Linked DNA regions of Sus scrofa: region 1 is linked to region 2. A link is a contact called in public Hi-C data. All regions are on one chromosome and are shown on one strand. Each heading gives the region's core, a stretch centred on a gene start, on an enhancer-like site or on the middle of the called end of the contact. The rest is flanking DNA. Distances are from core to core; before and after follow the strand shown.

What was found. A called contact is a pair of places that touch in the nucleus more often than the background predicts.
Region 1: a contact with region 2 is called in a Hi-C map of embryonic fibroblasts, with 1.6 times the contacts expected there. The contact joins two enhancer-like sites. A contact is called at or near these places in 1 of 5 promoter capture datasets (liver), 24 of 47 Hi-C or Micro-C datasets (adipose tissue, alveolar macrophages, brain and 13 more) and 1 of 2 datasets of contacts at active chromatin or transcription factors (skeletal muscle).

The regions. Positions count from the first base shown.
Region 1 is chr1:162,579,941-162,587,537 of Sscrofa11.1, forward strand. All of the region lies in intron 2 of NEDD4L (E3 ubiquitin-protein ligase NEDD4-like), which reads right to left. Among named protein-coding and RNA genes, the nearest start is that of NEDD4L, 150 kb to the right of the region's middle. Within about 2 kb of position 1,406, at least 14 of the 83 cell types and tissues checked have an H3K27ac peak or open chromatin away from gene starts, as enhancers often do. A contact at or near this core is called in embryonic fibroblasts, where this site is marked.
Region 2 is chr1:162,424,864-162,431,353 of Sscrofa11.1, forward strand. It overlaps NEDD4L (E3 ubiquitin-protein ligase NEDD4-like), which reads right to left. Exons shown (of 32, transcript XM_021073866.1): 12 at 4,790-4,864; 13 at 3,104-3,163. Among named protein-coding and RNA genes, the nearest start is that of MIR122, 98 kb to the left of the region's middle. Within about 2 kb of position 4,363, at least 3 of the 83 cell types and tissues checked have an H3K27ac peak or open chromatin away from gene starts, as enhancers often do. A contact at or near this core is called in embryonic fibroblasts, where this site is marked.

The sequences.
Region 1 (7,597 bases), core at 156-2,655, 150 kb after region 2:
GAAACCACATCAGAATGGTGAGAAAAGGAAAGTTAACCTTTCTGGGCTAGAGTTTAATCTCAAAATAGAAGGTGTTAGACTCAACTTAAGATCCCCTCCTGCATCTAAAATTTCGCAGTCCCTTATTTCTGTCTCCAACAACCACAGTGAGGTTAGCAACGGGGATGTCCCTGTCCTGTCATCAGCCACAGAGGGACTCAGACAACATGACCACAGCAGGGTCTTCCCGCCAGCTGCCCTGGAGTGATTTCCACCACAAATGAAGGGCTTTTCCTGCCTGACAATGAAAACTCCTTCTTCATGTCATTCATGCTATCAAGTCACTACTAAGTAAATGATGTTAAGTAAGACACTTTGCTAATAATTTGAACTTGCAGGAAACACACTGCATTGTATTACAGGTATATTATACAATTCACACGCTCCACTAATTTGTTAACTCAACCTGGCCCAATGGGGAACACTTGCAAAATTCAAACTTTTACTCCTTATGGATCAGCTACTCAGAGCGTTCAGATTTTCCACAGCAGTTCTAATGTTGCATGTTTCTTAAAGCAGTGACAACCTTGGCACTGCTGACACTGGCTGGATACTTCTTTGTGGTGGAGGGCTGTCTTGTGCACTGCAGAAGGCTGAGCAGCATCCCTGGCCTGTCCCCACTAAAGGGACAGTGAAAAATCTCTCCAAGCATTGCCAAAAGTCCTTAGGAGGGAGAAGGACAAGTCAACCCTGGTTGAGACGCACTGCCTAGAAGTAATTCATGATACATATGAATAAATATGATTCAGAGTTCTCTAGTGGCCTAGCAGGTTAAATATCCAGTATTGTCACCGTGGTAAGTCTGGTCACTGCTGTGGCATGGGTACTATTCCTGGCCCAGAAACTTCTGCATGCCATGGGCTTGGCCGGTATGTGTGTGTGTGTGTGTGTGTGTGTGTGTGTGTATGTTTATACATAATAATTTATATATTATAATAATTTGTGTTATTAATATTAATAATTTATATTAACAATTATATTAATAATCAAATTATATTATGATGATTTGTATGTTATATAATAATTTACATATATATTTCAATAGCAATGTAAGATTTCAACGTGGTTATTAAATAACTTCTTAAAAAGTCTTTTATTAGGCCATATAAACTATTATTTGTCTCAGAAAATACAATCACTGTGGATGACCAAAGAGGCAAAACTGGTTTTATGAGGTTTTTCTCCTCCATTGTTCTGAGTACTTGAAAAGCAATAAAAATGTATGGATTTGATAATTCCGTAGGAACAAAGAATAGAATCAAAGCTTAGAAACCATTCTCCATCCCAGCATTCTACAGTAAACATCAGATTCTACAACCAGAAGCCAAACCAACCAAGCACGAGACAGAAGTTGGTCTGGGAAAGAGGCCAAAAGGGACAACTCATGACCACTGGGTGCCACTCAACACACCCACATTCTGCCTCCAAGGACCACAGGGAACGCTGCCCAAAGATCATTTGGCCATCAGTGATAAAAACAGACCCCATTCCCTAGAAGAAAATTAAGGCTAGGAGAGAGGAAAGATCTAATGCAAGTAGGGGCTTTCCTTATAAATGCTTTTGGCAAAAGTATCAAGGTTTTTTATAGGTCACTCTGCTTAACTGGGGGGTGGAGTGGAAAGGAATATTTTATAAGCAACAGTGAAACAGGATGAGTAAGTTCTTAAGGGAAATTTGAGAGATTGCGGCTTGGTGCCACTGGATTTTTTTTGAAAACTGGTTTTGAAAGCTGTTTCTCATGATGCAAAAGGTCATTTCTCGTTTTTGTGGTTAGGAAAGCTATTCCTTCTCTTTTTATAGATGTCTGTATGAATGTGTAGAAGTCACCTCCACAACCCACTTATAGGTCAGAAGAAAATGGCTAATTCCACCCACCCCCAGAGTTGCAGGACCATGCAAACGCCTCTTACCTTCATGGAAGAATGCCAGCGGGCTCTCAGCGGAAAGAAGCCGAGGAGTGCAGATGGTTGCCAAGGTGGCTTTAAAGAGAACCAGAGTCAATACCTGTGGCTGGGGGATGCTGATCCCTCACCACCACCTGGACAGAATGTCCTAAAGCAGGCTCCACGAAAGGCTCCCAAGGTCGGCTCTGGTCTCAGGAGCCTGCAAGCCACCTAGGAACCTGCCACCACACTGGGTGCTCTGCAGCTGCTCCTTCTGCTGAATACCTTTGGTTCCACCTCAGCTGGCTCCCGCTGCACTCCCCCTTGTCCCTGCCCCAAGGGAAAGAGCACACATCAGGAGAGAACCGGCTGTGCCCAGCTCCGGCAGGTGGGCAGATGGCGGGCAGAGAATCAATCACACAGGAGGATCTCGGAGTTCAGCTTGGGTGGTGGTGACCGAGCTAAGTGCTAATCGTGGAGAAGAATCTTTTACATTAAAGATCATTAACCAGGGGCCCAGGCACCTTGGCAGGGCTGAGAGTTCACAAACTGCAAAAATGCATTTAGATGAAGCTGCCGCCTCCTGTTGCCAAACACAGAGTTTGGGTCATTTCGGGAGAAGGGCACTGCAAAGGCATGGAAGGGGCAGAACCAAACAGGGACGTCTCAGGAAGGAGGGAGGCATTTCTTGCCTTTCTTCGACCACTGCTCTCCACTCACAGTGGCAATTAAATCTCTAGGGTTTGTCTTTCTTATCCCTCGTGAGGTGTGACTGTCCCCTCACGGACAGAGGACTCTCTAAGTAAGGGAGTAGAAACAGGTGAAGTCTGTGGGATCTGTGCCTGTGACTCCCCACTTCTCCATGGAAACATCTCCTTTTAAGGTGATGGTTTCGCCTCCACAGTTCCAAGTCCCACACCAGAAGGGTGGCAATTCCCTCTTCGTTAAGCTGCTTAGCAGTTTCACCCACATCCAGGGAACCAATGCCACTCAACTCTCAGGCAAAACAAGAAGTCACCATCAGACAAAAAGGGTCAGAAGTTCAATTTCACATGTTACCAAGAGCTGGGTTTTTGAAGATTCCTGACAAGTGTTCTTTCTGACATGCCTCAGGCTGCTATACACGCTCAGGGCTCATCCTTTGTCTAAGGCAGCCCGAGAGTTTCTCATCATTTACGGACTCACCCCAAAGAGCAAGCACTGAACCCGGTTTTCCACTCCAGCATTACATAACTTAATTTTCCTCCAATTACATATTTACCACAAAGCATTATTTGTGACTAAAGTGTAAAAAAAAAAAAAAAAAAAAATGGAGGGCCGCACTAATTTCTGCTAGAGAGATTTACCTCAAATGGAAAGACAATAGATTCCCGGAGATTAATTTCTTTAAGTGTGTTTTTAATGACCTTTAATGAGAAGACTCTTTAACTTGGAATCACGAAAATACAAGTGCTGGTTTTCTTTCTTTCCTTCTTTCTTGTCTTTTAGGACCACACCTGCAACAGTTCCCAGGCTAGGGGCAGAATCGGAGCTACAGCTGCAGCCCTACACCAGAGCCACAGCAACGCCAGATCCGAGCCATGTCTATGACCTAGACCACAGCTGATGGCAACACCAGATCCTTAACCCACTGAGCGAGGCCAGGGATCAAATCTGCGTCCTCGTGGATACTAGTCAGATTTGTTTTTGCTGAGCCATGACGGGAACCCCAAGTGCTGGTTTTCTTTTCTCTTAAAGGGAATACAAGTTTCTATGTCTAGAGACTGAGGAATGTAGGGAAAAAGACAATGAACAATGATCTAATTGTTCAGAACTCAGTATTTATCCATATAAGAGCAAGACCATGTAATCCCTGTGAACGCAAGTGAAAACTAAAGTTAGGAGTCATGTGACTCATCCTCAAGCACTTCCTGTAAAGGTTATAAAACAAATGAGGAAGGTGTTTGTATCCCAAGAGAAAGACTAGAACAATAAAAAAGCAGACACCTGTCCCACCACTGGCTGCATTAGCTATGCTTTAAACTGAACTTAATACACAATTAAACCTAAAAAAAAAAAATCTTTTTAATAGAAGATGTCCTTATTTCACCTGGCGTTTTGTACCAAATTTCTAAACTCTGCATGACAGATCCCTTCACTGTATCTATTTTAGACATTTTAGGAACACAGTGATGACAAATGCAATAATTTATTCATAAAGGGGTGTGGGGGGAAGCACCAGAGCAGTAGCTGTATAATAATTTTTCACTGCGCTGAGAAAAAACAAAAAAAACAGGTTTCAAACAAGATGGCATGGGTTAAATACAATTATTCTTTCTCTTTCTTTGCCTTTTTTCTTTTCCTCTTTCTTAAATCCATTAAACATTTTTTGCATGCTTCAAAAATCAAAATATAGACAGTGAAAGAAAGGCAAAAAGGCAGAAAGAAAGAAAGAAAGGCAGAAAGAAAGAAGCAAAGAAAGAAAGATCAAATAATTGCCCAAATTCTGGCTCATTTAGAGTAAAGCTAATGGGTCGTCTGTAAAAGAAGATTTTCTTGACATTAACCAGGGAAAACGGAATCCTTTGTGGCACTTACTTACCAGATGCCAGGCAGGAAGACCTCGGTTTAAAGGGAAGAGCGATAGAGAGTGGCTGGTCTAGATGCAGGCGGCTGTCCGTTTCCCCTGACAACAGCGGCAGTGAGGAGAAATCCTGGACTCTACCCGTCCTCTCTGTTGACAGGTGATCAACAGCCTGGAGCAAGAGCGTGTGTCCGAGGGAGGTGCCAAGGGGAGGGCTCGGCAGCAGCTCCCGCCCAGGTAGGGCCCTGCTGAGAGCCACCCACCCAGACACCCCGGAGCTGTACCCAGTCAGGGCTGTGCTGAAGCCTGTCTGGGCTGGGAGCCGCCGCTGCCGCCTGCCTTGCTCCAACAGGGAGCAGATTCAGATGAGAGGAAGAAGGAAGAGGCTCATCCCAGGCAGCAGAACCAGAGGCTACAGGGAGAACTTTGTGGATTCAAGAAACACCAGGCACCATTCAAACCACGCCCTCCAACACGGCCCCCTCAGCGTCGTGAAAGTTAACAGCCAACTCACAGTAAGAAGAGCACATACCTGGCCTGGCCCAGGTAATCTTGGAACCTCTGGAACCCCAAAGCACACAGAATGTCCCTTTTGGAAAATTAATGGCATTCTTCTGCCTAAACATTCCTGCCAGTGGTGAGAGGAAGAGCAGTGGAGGAAATGAAGAGACCCCTCTGGATACTACTGTTTAAATAATTGCTTAACTGTCATTATAGAGATGGAGCGAGCATCTATTTTCTTCATCAGATAAAATTAACTTTGGATTCCATCCATCTCCACCACCTCACTAGCTGGGGGACAATGGGCAAGTCCTTGGCCTAACTCCACCTCTGGCTTCCTCATCTGAAGAAACAGAATCTAGAAACCTCCCGCATGCATGGTTAGAAGCTGGTAAGCCCCCAGGCAGAGAGGCAGTCGCTGACCCTTCAGTAGCAAAGGCTCTAAAAGTACTGTCCTGAATCAACCACAGCCACTCTTCACCTTCCCTCAGCAGAAACTCGGATGCAATGCATGTATGACAGCAAAAAATGTTTCTCCCACTCGTTATTTTGAACCAATGTCTCCCACAAGTGGGGGAGGGGGGCAATTTAAAACTCATTTTTCTGTGCAATATTCAAAGACAGGTCATCCCAAACCCAGCCATGGATACCAAGTTGCAGCCCAAGTTAGCGGTCTTTGCCCCCAATTCTCTGGTAATCCCACTTCAAGGTCAAGAGCACACCCACTTTTGAGAGCAAGGAGTGTTTAGGGAAAGAATAGGCTCTTAATTGAGCCTGAAGGTCTTTTTTCTTTAAGGCTTCCCTTTAAAAAGGCAATTACGTCTCAAAATGGAATTCACAGGTTCCTTATAATTCCACTCTTTAATCTGAACGACAATGGCCTGCGTACCTGTTCAAGGCTACACTTAGAGACCTTCAGCGGGAGGGGGAGGCCCAGGTCCCGCTGGGCCAAGAAGCCACCATCACCATCTGGTGGTGGATCTCGCACACTGCAGTGGTGAACCCCACTGCGTCCTCAATCCATTCTCCAGGAGGCAGCCCATCTGAATTCTTGCTAGTTTGGCCGCTCTGGAACAACCTTTGTTCTCTCCAACCCAAATCATCTTCTCAAACTTCCTCATTCCCTACCACCTCATTCCCACATCCAGCACCCAGTGATTTGGCTCCAAAGAATGAAATTCCCCAGACAGGTGGGGGGGGAGGCAAAGAGTCAGTGTATCCCCAAAACAGCCAAGAGCCAATTTTTCCCCCCCTTTTCCTTTTAGGGCCACACCTCAAAGGTGTGGAAGTTCCTAGGGTAGGCATCAAATTAGAACTGCAGTTGCAGGCCTATGCCACAGCCACAGCAACATGGGATCCTTAACCCACTGAGAGTGGCCAGGGATCGAACCCACAGCCTCAGGGACACTATGTCAGCATTCTTAACCTGCTGAGCAGCAACCGGAACTCCAGTCAAAAGCCAATCCTAATGAAAAAATAAGAGGCAGGTATCTCTACTACAAAGGGAAGAGACCAGTTGAAGATCCAAGACAGACCAAAGAAGAGACAGAAAGATGTGGGTGGGTTCCGGCAAGTGATGCTGTGCAGCTGGAGGAGAGAACAGGCTGGAAATCAGGTCACCAAGAGCTATCAATCAGGTGACACTGCAAGAAATGCTCTTAAACCACCTCATTCCTCCAACGCCTTCATCCCTCTCGGACAAATATATCTAAGTCCAGGAGGCCCTTAAAAGCAGAAAACAACCTTAGGAAAAATTAGCCAGAGGAAGTGAGGGCCATGGAGAAAGAAGAAATTGGAAAATTCATAGTTAAGTGGTGTCAGTAAGGAAAATTCAGAGTTAAGGTGAATACAATCTCAAATGCTGCTAGCAATTTCTAAGCAGTACGGAGCGGCAGTACAATACACGTGGATTTTATGGGAAGCTGTGAAAAGGCCTGGGCGACCAGATGTGCCACAGCTGGCAAATCGTCCTCAGCATCTGAGTAGCAACATATGCTTGGTGTATGAGAGAAGAAGATGCCTCTTTTAGTGACAAAAGGACATAAGAGTTTTCAGGACTTTATAGCACATAAAACGCTCTGCCTTTTCCACTCATGCTATACCCCCAATATATGACTGGCAACAACTAAAGCATTGCTATTTCGTTTAATTTTACACTAGACTCATTCAAGAGTCTATTTCTGAAGAGGTAAATTTTAGTAAATTGCCTTTCCATTGTGTGTATACTCTTATTTGTGAAATGGCTCATATGTAAAATCACTTGTAACAAAAACTACAGGCCACACTGGGAGTGTCCGTCCATCTGTGTGTCGTCCCCCCACCCATCCCACCCCCAGAACTGGCCTTGCTCCCTTCTTGGGCTCTTTACTTTCAATACCTCCTTTGCAAACAACTTAGGCACTAGCCGCCCCCACCCCACCAAGGCCACACAGGCTGCTGTGTCATGCTGCCACATGACAATACCCAACATGGGTGCTCATTCTTTGAAACAATCAGAACTTAGGCAAGCAGGCAACTCTATGTACTCAAGGATCTCCTGCCCCCCACCCCAATCTGGAAATCTATGGCCCATATTCAAGGGCCAGGCTGAGCTCAAATCAGTCCCTGATGA
Region 2 (6,490 bases), core at 3,113-5,612:
TACATGATGGCCAAAAATGTCTTGGCTAAATGGAATACTAAATGGAATTTGCTGCTTTTCCTCCTCCCCACTGAGTTATTTTTTGGGGAGAGGCAATTAGATATGCCTTCAGAAAACTCTGTTTTGGAAACCTTAGGGAGAGTTTTAACATTATAGTATCCCTGGAAAGGATATTTATAAGGAGGCTAATAAACTAAAATAACTGGGATGTGTCATGGATAACCTCAGAACTGAGCTCCAGAGCTGGATGACTCCCAGCACAGTATTCAGGCAACCAGGTGACTTTTAGAGATGCACAGTCAATAGGAGTAATCAGTTTATGGAAAACCAGGAGTGTCGCAGAGAACACCGAATTGGATTAAAATGTTCATTTTACCTTCTATTGAGAATTGAACTGGCAACCTATAATCGAGTTCCATTTATGCAAGATGGTGTGATTACAATGCTTCTTTGTAGGTTTCCTTCCAAATGACTGTGGAGAACAACCTGTGCTGATGATTCCACTTGTGCCTCAAAACACACCGCCTCTCCCTCCCTGGGCTGGGGAGGAGGCGGGCCTCAGCTCCCATGGACAGACCACAGCAGCGGCCCAGCCCGCGAGCCAACATCAGACCTCTCTCCTGTGGTGTGTGTGTGTGCACGTGTTCTGGCACATGGGCATTGCACATCCCCTCAGGAGACAAGTTAATTAATCAGGAGACAAGTTAAAAACTGCTAGTCAGCTTAAACGCTTCACAGCTTTTCACCTGAATCTACCACTGTGTTTCACCATGCTAAGCAGCCATGTAACTGCAGCTTTAGGTGGCCCCACTGATTTCATTAAAATGAAGAACTCAACTACGCTAAAGCTGTCAGTTTCAAAATGCTTTGAAAGACGATACACAGATGGGCACAATCACAGATTCTGCAAGATTCGCTCAAACCCTGCCACACTGTTCACTCGGTATATTGTTAGGGTATATACAGCGGAACTCCAAACTGTGCTACCCCTCTCCTTTTCTCCCTCAGAGAGGGCACTTGCTTAGCCAGCTGGAAGTGACAGCAGTGGGTACTGTCAGAATTCAAAGGGTGTGGCTCCACAGGTGAAAATCAGGGCTTGTTCATTACATTATAGAGATAAAAGCACGACCGTGGAGAGGGCCACACCAGGATGGTTAAAGCAACATGGTGAGCAGAACCAAAGGGCTGGGGGCTGAAGGCTCATCCATGTGGGGAAATTATATGAACGGTGGTGCATTCACAGCACTGAATATTATGTCATAGTTAATATGTCCCAAAGAAATGATCACAGTGAATCCTATCAAGTTGATAAGTAATATGTACATGGGATCCCATTTCTCTGTGTGTGTGTGGGATGGGGCATCCACATGCATGTTTGCAAGAGCACAAAGGAAGCAGTGCGATGGCAAGTCCCAAAGCAGCTCCAGGGTGACACAGGACATGTCAGTGTTGGTGGTGACAGGGAGAAGGTGTAAAAGAGGAGAAACAACGTGGTAGGAGACGGAATTGGAAAAGCGGAAGTAAAGGCTATTTGTGACATGGGATGGCAAGGGTGCAAAAGAAACAGATGTGATGATTTCTAATGGAGCCATAAAATAAGTTGCCTTATTCTGAGTATGTAGAAAACAGGAGAGTAAATAAAACGTTTAAGAAACTAGGACTACCCAGTCTTTGAAAGTAGAAAACAAAACCAAACTCCTATATTTGATTCATTGCTGGGGGGTAGGGGTAGGGGGAGCACAGGTACAAAGAAAAGGCTGGTGGTAGGGCCACAGGGAGCTCCTTCAGACAGATCCCTTTGTCCTACCAGGTCACTCTGACCATGGAGCTCAGGATGATCACAATTCAGTTTATCCTGTCATTTAATGTCATCAGCTATCACAACACTCCAACACTAAGAGCAGTCTCCAAAGCCAATAAAATTCAAAAATGGATGCAAGTAGATGCTTATCAGCTCTGCATTCTATTAAAATTATTTCATGATGTGATCATGGCCACTTTGCAGTGTATCACATGGAAACTGCTAGTGCACAGTAGGAAATATGCTAGTTCCTTTGAAGTTTTTTGGCTTCTACTGAGGGCTGAGCCTGACCCACATAACATGTGCCTTTCATATCAGTCACTGAAGCTCAAAACCTTTAAGCTGGGCTAATTTTTGGTGACTGCCACTTTGGTTTTCCAGGGTACAATGCAGAGCAGGACATTCTAACAATATATCTAAATTGTTCCTTTAAATCAACATCCTGAAGAAAATCAGCAATCAGGTATGTATTTAAAGGTGTTCTCAACTAATAAGCAGTTAGAACAAACATAACAACCGTGAAACAATAAGGAAAATTCTTCCAATAGCTATTAGCAGCTCCAAGCATAAACCATAAGCTAGCTTGTCTTTAGGGCTCAAGGAGAAAACAGGCAATTAAAGTTCACAGTCAAATCCAGGTCCCATGAACATGAACAGTAGAAATTATTTGAAAAAATGATTAATAACAGATATTTGGCATAAAAAACACCATTTTTTCTTAGATCTTTTCAATTTTTTAATTATACTCCCTTCTCTCTCCTCCTGAATGATATGAACACTTGTTCATACCTGTGAACTTGTGAGTAGAGCCCCCTGGGAGCAGGAAAAGGTCACTGGTTCATGCTTGTGCTGCAGAAAATCTAAGCCAGTGTCTGAAACACGGTACAAACAGGAACTACATAAATGAAAATCCACATGGGCAATGCACGCAATTGCTGTGGCTTCCCTGATTCTCTTCCAACCAAAATATTTCACCCGAGCCTTCTGAGACATGGGAAAAGCTTCTCAGGAGTACAGACACTACAAGGCAGAAAGAGATTCTAAAGGTTCAGATTAAATCCCTTTAACCAAAACTTGATGGCATTCCTCATAAAACAATATGGGACTCAGTCACTGAGTTTCACCCCATATCTTTGAGCAACGTGAAAGTGAGAGGCTTAAGATAAGAAACAAAGGCAGCTCTGTGGCACAAAGCTGATCTTAACCAAAAAAAGAAGAAAAAAAGAGTAGATTCACCAGCACACAAAATATTAAAACCAACCCACAGTCTGGCCATTAATGTCTGATCAAGGGCATCATTACCGTTGGCTCCTCACCACCCGTGACAGTCGATGAGCGTGCTCTCCCAGCTGGGGCACTGGGCTGTTAAACGACAATTTACATCAGTGAGATGCACTCAGGGAGACCACCCGTTGCTCACTGAAATTAGGAATCGGTGCAGGTGCACTGAATCACCAATAAGGCAGGTGACATGAATCAGAGTCTGTGAAATGCACCCGGTCCAAACAATGTTGAGCAACCACTGATGACCAGAGGAAAAAGAGGAACGGTGATCATCTTTCCACCCAGAAAAGGCTCAGGGTGTAGCCCTGATTTGGGTCAATGATTTGACAACCCAACAATGTGAGATGTCTTATTCCAAAAAAAAAAAAAAAGAAAAAAAGAAAACAGGAAACGCCAAATTATGTCCCCATTGTTAAATAACGAGCAGATTCTGAAATCTGCCAAACTCCAAATTCAAGAGGCCACTGGTGATCAGTGAGTTCACAGCTTCACAGGGCATGTGGAAGGGGGGAAGAATCATCAGTTTTCAGGGAAGTGAGCTCTTTGGCCAATAAAATTGACATTGATTTTGAAAAGGAGAGAAAGCACCATTGATTCATGAAGGAAAAATCACAGAATCAACACAAAATCACAGAGGAGGATCCCAGTGGTCCCTCATAGCTGATTGTTCGATGTGGGGGAAGGCCTGTACTGTAACTATCCCAGAAAGGATGCTCTTGTGACCAACCAGCCCTTTAGATGTATGCCACAACCGAAGCCATTAGGTTGATTCCTTGATTGACTACTGTACTCATTAATTCATTTTATAAACATAAAAGACCAAAACCTAGGCCAAAGAAATCTTCTAAAGTTGAGCAAAAATGTACACAATAGGGAAGACACCATTGCTGCAACAACTGCTAAGTACAATCTTCCTTTCTCTTCCATTTCATACATAATAAAGTATTCGTGCTAAAAATGATTGAAGATTTGTCATAATAAAAAAAAAATTGGTCAAGGTCAAACACTGAGTCAAGCATGCTGAAGCCACAAAATATTTTCTCCTCCAAAATAAGAAATTAACTTGCATAAAATCTATTTTTTAATGTTGTATGCCAAACATCTCCCAAGGCAGTGCTGGCCTGCCTTCCCTTCTGAATATTCATTTTTATTTATGTCTTAGATTGTTAAAGATCCCTTACACTTCCATATTTGCTGCTGGTCATGAAAACTGTGGGAGAGTGGGAACACATCATAGCTAACTGTTGAGTCAGCAGAGCTGCCTTTAAAGAGAAGGTACAGAGGCTTTGTGAGTTAAGAGTTAAGGCCAACAGTCATAGAGAAGAATTCTCATTGTCCACCCAGAAGAGTTCTTCCCATGTTTTTGAGATACAGGTTGCTCAAGCATGGCCTTGGGGACTAAATGAGGTTTTGAGAAAAGAGATTGTTAATGTGTGCTTTAGTTTAGGTCAAGAAAGCACATCAGAATTGGTATTAATTTGGACAGAAACATAATGCAATAAAGCATTTCAGAGACTTTGGTAGCAAACAACAATTCTGTATATCTTGGAAATCCACTCTTTTTGGGACATTTGCTAGGAACTTTTAATGTTTCATGTATATGGTCAATGGATTTGCATAGGAAAAACTCTTCCTCAGTAGCCCAGACAATTTTAAAGAAAAGCCAAAAGAGCCAACTGATGGCTGGAAATGAGCATGGGTTACCGGTGGTAGATGAGCCTGCTCGGTGACTGCATCGGTGACACTGCAGGACCTCAACCTCGAGGAGGGCTCTCTCTGCTGAAGGGGAAGAAAGGACACAAAGTATCAAGAACACATTCTGAGAAAGGGGTTCCACTGCTCTGTGATATTAGAAGGTAATTAAAGGAAACACCATCTTTTCAGAGTAATGAGAGTAATCCTTAAGGGGTCAAGAATCTTTTGTTGTCATTCTCAAGTGTTTTAAGCTGACCGGGATAGAAACAACAGCAAAAATAAGAGGAGGCCAAAACAGGAAAGAGGACTCCACAGGTAACACTTGAGTGATGCTTTAAAAATAGAAGAAGCTAAGAATTCTGTGTTCTGGAGTTCCCGTCGTGGCGCAGTGGTTAACGAATCCGACTGGGAACCATGAGGTTGCGGGTTCGATCCCTGCCCTTGCTCAGTGGGTTAACGATCCGGCGTTGCCGTGAGCTGTGGTGTAGGTTGCAGACGCGGCTCGGATCCCGCGTTGCTGTGGCTCTGGCGTAGGCTGGCAGCTACGGCTCTGATTGGACCCCTAGCCTGGGAACCTCCATGTGCCACGGGAGCGGCCCAAGAAATAGCAAAAAGACAAAAAAAGACAAAAAAAAAAAAAAAAAGAATTCTGTGTTCTGCTTTGAGAAGCAAACTTGGGTAAATTCTAGTGGAACATGAAGACAGGAAGAGATACTGACATATAGTTATTAAACATTTATTGACTATTATTACCACTGACAAAGAATCAATTGAATTCTACTTCCAGGGGGACTCACATAGAATCTTGGGCTACTATGAAGGGTTACTTTAGCTTCTGAATGGAGTTCAAGACAGGAATGAAGGAAAATAGTGAGGGTAAGCTAAAAAAACCTAGTGTATTGCTTGTATTAATCTGTTTGGTGGGGGAAAAAAAAAAAGACTTTGTAAAGCAACTATACTTGAATAAAAATTAAAAAAGAAAAAAAAAGACTAACAGATCCAGTCAGAGACCAGGAGCAGGTCACAGGCATGCAAGGCTTGGGACAAGTTTGCAGCATTTCCTTACTTTTAATATTTTTCAGTAAGTAAAACAGAGGTAAGATCACAGACTCTGTATCAGTAGATGGGGGGCTTTTCAAGTCTTTCCACAATGGTTAGCATGTAAGATTCATTCAGAAGCAAAAGTTCATGCTATTGTCCTTGAATGATCCTGACAAGGAAAACTGGAAAGAATCCTCTATTCTTCCCTTTCCCAGGCACCAGATTAAACACAATCTTAAAGGTAGTTTATGGGTCCAGAATAGTTCAATGCAGATGCTCCCTATACAAATAACGAGAGATGCTGATTTACTATCAATGCCGCCTGAAATGTTTTTTCCACTTAAAAACTAAAGTTATGCCATTAATATGGTTCCAGCAATACTTATTTCTTTTTGTAGGGTTTCGAATATATGGCTTCCTTGCTTATGTGGTTTCCATAGCAACAGTTTTATCAATTCAATATCCTATATATGCAAATTCCTTTCCTTACTGCCCCTTTAGTATTAAATTCTCAGCTCAGTGGTATTTCTCTTTCTGAAAGACACTCACAGGATTAGAATACAAAAGCATATTAAGTGAGTAATCACGGCAACTCATGATATGGGCCAATGATATCTTTTTTTTGTTGTTGTTGTTGTTGTTGTTGCTATTTCTTGGGCCGCCCCTGCG